2 separate regions of the Anas platyrhynchos genome follow, and region 2 is linked to region 1. Evidence: chromatin contacts called from public Hi-C data. All regions are on one chromosome and are shown on one strand. Each heading gives the region's core, a stretch centred on a gene start, on an enhancer-like site or on the middle of the called end of the contact. The rest is flanking DNA. Distances are from core to core; before and after follow the strand shown. Region 1 overlaps FAM135A (family with sequence similarity 135 member A). Region 2 holds the start of COL9A1 (collagen type IX alpha 1 chain).

Region 1 (2,700 bases), core at 11-2,510:
AAGTTAAGTCTGACTGGTAATCTGAACTGCCATCTCATTTGGTATCATATTTCCCAGCATACCATCGAGGCCATGGACACAGACTATAAGATGTATTCCTTCTCCTGAACAGTCATCCTCCTCCATACTGAAGTAAGGTATTGAAGAAGCCAGTTTGAAAACATCACTATACATGAATCCAGGAAGTTTAAGTTGCTTCAACTCTTCTTTAGCCTGGAGGAAACTGGAATGAAACAATATTTATGATAAAATAACATTTACAATGGCCAGGCAAATTTAGGGTATCCTAGGATACAGTTTTTTATTGACTTTTTACTTTTGTCACCTATGTAATTGAAGAATACGAAGAAAAGGTATTCATCAAATTACTGTTTCCACAAAATAACCCAGTTCCTCAAAATACTTTTTCATTTCAGCTTCCTGAAGTCCCCTTTCCTCTGTAACAAAATCTGTACCCTAAGATCAACTCTTCTTTCCTTTGAATATCTCTGCTAACTGTAAAATATTTCTGAAACCATAGAAGATTCTGGTTTAGTTCCAGTCTTGAGTAAGTGACAGCTTTGTTTAACTGCAATAACAACATTAGATCTGGTTCTAATTCCTGTAAAGTCAAGATAAAGATTTCCAGTGACTTCTGATAATTCTTGCCAAATTTAAAACCTATTTGCTAGGTTAGCAGAGTTAGTGCTGAATTGGCTCACTATAAAGCTCCTTTAATATGCTGAGTAATTGTTATTTGCTTCAGAAGAAACTAGATCCAGACCTCTGATCTCTTACCTATTAGGAGAGGACTTACTCTATAGCTTCTATTAGCTGCCCAAGTGCCAGGAGTTCCTCGTGCTTCTCCCTTTCTGAAGTTTCTTTGTGTATGACCTTTCTACAAAGTTGTGCATCAGTTTTCCCTGCAACGCTTCAAACAGCCTTGCTTCTTTCTCTCCTTAATTTGTCTTTTTTACATGACCCCTCAGTATCAACCCATAGTCTGTCCTCTTCTGCCCGTTCCTTGTTTTCCTCTCACTCTGCTTTTTGTTCTCTGGTTCCCCAGCTTTTTCTTTAGCTCATTCCTCACTAACTGGTAAGAGCAAACCTCAATAAAGTCAGCCTGAACAGAGACTGCTGCAGAGAGCTGGTCTTATCTCTCTGCAGCAGTTTACTTAGTTTGTAACCACAGGAATGTTTAATGAATGAGATGTACCCAAGTTTGGTCTCAGAGTGACTGCTTTCCCCAAGGCCAAGTTCTTGATTTTACTCTGAGTGTCCTCTTTCTTTTATCGTTACAGAAAGCCACAGAGCTTTCAACTAGCTTTTCAACCTAGTCCATGGCAGTCCCCGTTATCTCAAAGCTACATTTCTGTCTTCTCACTTCCAATCTTGTTTCCTCCACAACCACTAGATCCTTCCTCCTGCTTACCACAAACTGTCTGGTCTTTATCTCTTTTGTCTGCTGATTTTTCTCCTCATTCCTACTTCTCTTCCAAGCCTTCTTCATTCTGATAGCAACATTTTGCTTCCAGTACAGCACAGCTCATAACGCTGCTGCTTCCCATGTTCCGTTAGCAACAGGGATTATTAGAGAAACTCCTATTTTTGCATCCGGGATCCCCGATGTTCCTCTAAATTTGACCTTCCTGGTACCCACAGTGTAGTGTAATTTAGAGGTGTTACATTTTGGATATTTGAAGTTAAGATTAAAAAATAAGGCTGCAATCTTGGCCAGCATTGCAAAATAGCTTCACAATAAATAGAACACACAGTAAGTTACAGATACTTTTTGCTTTTATGCTTTTAAACTCAAAGCATATTTTTCCGTACGTGCTATTTTAACAGCTTCCATTTCATTAAACACCATTTTTTATGCTCAGTAGCCACTCCAACATCACTTTTCGGTTGAATGCTTATTTTTTAAAAAGGAACATATTAAAGAAACAAGATACATGCATTTTGCTTGAAGTTTGTGAAACCACATGAAATTAAAATGTAAATCATATAAGGAATTATGTGCTAACACATTTTCCATATTAACATCTAAAATGTGATGTTACTTGAATATACAGGATCCACAAGACACTGTCTTGGGGGCACTTGAGCATAACCACATTTCTTTCCCCCTTTTACACTAATTAACATCATTTCTAAAAGCAAATAAACTTTGTTTTAAAACAGTCACTTACGCTAGCATTTGAGGTTTTGGGGAGCTTTCATACCAGGAAACAGATGAAGAAGCTGAGCTGTAGGATGTGCTGCCTGGCTGCTGTGTAATTGCATCAGATTTACTCCTTGAAGAACAGATAACATTGCAAGGAGAGTCTCTCAGAGAAGATGGAAAAGACAGACAACCAGGAGTACAGACGGGAGGCACAGTCATTCCGTCTCGCAGATGCCCGCTATCAATCCTTTCAGATCTCAGGGCTCTTTCTTCTGTTAAACCATGATCCTGGTCAGCACTGGAAGCTCCATCTAATATACCATAGTCTGTTTCTTCATAATACCCATTTTCAATCATTTCTTGATCGTCCTCTTCTTCCTCATCTTGTTGGGAAGAGCAAATAATTTGCTTTTCATACATATCTTTTTGAGGGCTAACAGGATTGCTGTTGTCCATAGGCCAAATATCTGAAATATCCGTGCTGCTTCGAGAGCCAAAATAGTTTTCTACAAGCCCTTGCTTTACAATATCAGTACTACTGGTGGGAGAAGGAT
Region 2 (2,700 bases), core at 41-2,540, 120 kb after region 1:
ACACAAGCAATGTCAGACTTCTTTTTGTTGTGTGCCCAAAATATTTGCTAATCTATTCGAAGATGGCATAGATATGTTTCCATATCTAACTACTTGGATGGCTTTTTCTTCCTTAATGCTGCTGTAAATAAATCGACAATATGAAACAGTCTCAAGTGCACACTGCCTGCCACAACCTCCCATTTGATGAAAGAGATGGTTTGACACTTCCATTCCTTCACAAATTTGTTACTCCTTATAAACCCCGAGTGCTCTCATTTGTTCTTTCCCATGCCACATCATCCCTTCCCCTTCCTTATAGCTTCATGGGACTTCCACATCACTCCCTCCTGCTCCTTATAAATTCCTCTTGCATCCTACAATTATCACTGCATGCCACAACAGTAATATTAGCATGGTGGATAAGTGTCTCAGGTTTATGGTGACTTCAGCAAAGTTATTGTGAAATCTAAATAATATTTCTCCAATTTTTAATTTTCTTAATTGACAGTAGTTTCATCTGCCCATTCTGGCACACGTCATAAGTTGACCATCATGATGCTAGACTACAAGCCTCCTGGTATTTACCTTTCTCTTGATGGGGGAAAAAGTGGTGTTACTCAAGATCTGTGATTATCTGCTTGATCAGGCATCTTTGACTGCACTGACTATCAGGACTTCTTGGCTTTTCAGCCCTTTCCTTTGGTCTTTTCATGCATACAGATTTTAGGCTCTCTCACTGTCTCTATAGCCATGCGAACAAATGAGAATAAATATCCTTCTGTGTGCAAACGTGTGTATTGTCTATGGAAAACAAGTGCTTTATCAACTGAAGAACAGGAGTCTACTTTGTAGTGCCTGTGTGTACATGTGTTCCTTAAAAAGGCTCAAGTTTAAGCAATAAAACCCCTTTTAAATAATTGGTTTTATTCAGAGGGATCAGCTGGGACATCTCGAGCTAGGCTTCTCCTGAGACCGTCAGATGAATAAGTCAGTGAGAAATAAAACTATCTCCTTTCTAGGAGTGGTCTCTTCTCGTGAAAGCTTTTAGCCTTAACACCGTGTCAGGGCCACCAGTTTTCTCAAAAATCCCTTGGTACATGTAATTCTTTCATCTGCCTCGCTGAACAGCAGACCCTGCCATTCGGCGACTGGCATCGCTTAACTCACATTTTCTTAATCTCTCTACCCTGATGCTGGCATAAGCAGCAGCCTTTTCTTTGCTCTCTTGGCATCTTTGTGCTCAGCTGGCTCCTGAGATCCGCCCTCAGACCCCACCAGGACACACGTCTGTCCAGCCCCCACCTCCTTCCCTTTGCAAGGTTAAAACCGACCCAGCAGCTGCACCTCCCTCCCTGCTGAGTCCTGCATGGGGCAGAAGGAGCAGTCTGCACCCATTCACACTCTCCTTGACAGGGCTAATGACAGGGAACCAGAGAGTGTGAATATCTACACCAAATATTCACATGAGAGAAGTGAAGAAAAGCAGCAGCGAAGATGAAAAGCAACTGGTAAGAGAACAAGTGGGATTTAGAGAAATCTGTAAATAAGAGATTAGAACAGTTAAAGCTGTCTTTGCCAACTGCCTTCTTTGTTGTTTGTTTTTGCGACGGCGTTATACGAAAGAAATGGTAATAGCAAGAGTTTGTAGGCATGTTGTATTATAAGGACAAAGATAAAAAGTTCTCGTGTAAAGAAATTGTCTTGTCAAGTCTGTTAGTAAATTCTTACCTCATGGTTTTATACACTTAATATGCATGACTGAGGAGAAAGTCAACAGCAGAATCTGTCAGAAACTATACATTCATACTGGAGTTTGCTTTCTGTTTACAGGAAAATTACAGCTTTCTTGTACGTGTGTAGTTTTCTGGGGTCTTTCGTCTCAGCTACCATCCAGCAACAATCAAGTAAGGAGACAGACTTTATCCGCCTTTCATCTTTCCGTAATTTTGATTGTCAAAATAATTATTCTGAGCTTATTCAAAATTAAAATTCTCTCTAGCTAGCCATCACAACAGAAAGATAGAACTACCTGTGTGTGTCTGTATGTATCCATGTATGTATAGAGAAAGAGGGGAAAAAGTGAGAGCTATGTGTATTATTTTAAATGCACTGTTAGATGTATTTTTTAAGGTAAAGATTAAAATCTGCATATGGGTGGTAGGAACATGACATAAATTCCCCCTCCTCCCTCTCCTCCCCATCTTTCAGTGCTCCTAGTTAGATATTAGTCTGCTATATATGGCAACAAACTGGTTCCACTTTATTTGCTGGGAATAAAATATAAATGGTTGGATGTCTGCCATAAGTCTCATCAAATAATATAGAATGAGGCTATTTCTAAGGTGTAACATGTCAGCTTGAATGTTCCCTTTAAGCCTATGTTGTCAGAAGGAAACCCACATTTATGGTTGAGCCCTTGCAGCACACAAGAGGCTCTCTGTAGGTTAGAAATGTATCTCCTTCCAACTTGCATTCTTCATTCTTCCCCAACCAGACTCTACTAATATTTTCCATATTGACCTGATACTGGACTTGCACAGAATTCTGAAATTATTTGAATAAATGTTTATTTTCTCTTCTTCCTTCCTTAAATTAGGGAAATCAGCTGGGTCTCCACTTCATTGTGGGGCTTCTTGGCAGATAATATTCAGAAAAATTACATTTTAAAATTTGCTTTCTTCAAAAAAATGTCTTCCACGTTCTTGCTTAGATCAGTAA

Evidence for each region. A called contact is a pair of places that touch in the nucleus more often than the background predicts.
Region 2: a contact with region 1 is called in a Hi-C map of F1 follicle, with 1.8 times the contacts expected there. The contact joins the promoter of COL9A1 here to the enhancer-like site in region 1. A contact is called at or near these places in 4 of 8 Hi-C or Micro-C datasets (F1 follicle, liver, skeletal muscle and 1 more).

Annotation. Positions count from the first base shown.
Region 1 is chr3:89,980,856-89,983,555 of IASCAAS_PekinDuck_T2T, forward strand. It overlaps FAM135A (family with sequence similarity 135 member A), which reads right to left. Exons shown (of 21, transcript XM_038176079.2): 14 at 2,172-2,700; 15 at 63-223. Among named protein-coding and RNA genes, the nearest start is that of SDHAF4, 27 kb to the left of the region's middle. Within about 2 kb of position 1,261, at least 4 of the 8 cell types and tissues checked have an H3K27ac peak or open chromatin away from gene starts, as enhancers often do. A contact at or near this core is called in F1 follicle, where this site is marked.
Region 2 is chr3:90,096,900-90,099,599 of IASCAAS_PekinDuck_T2T, forward strand. It overlaps COL9A1 (collagen type IX alpha 1 chain), which reads left to right and starts at 1,291. Exons shown (of 38, transcript XM_038176103.2): 1 at 1,291-1,490; 2 at 1,813-1,886. The coding sequence starts at 1,477.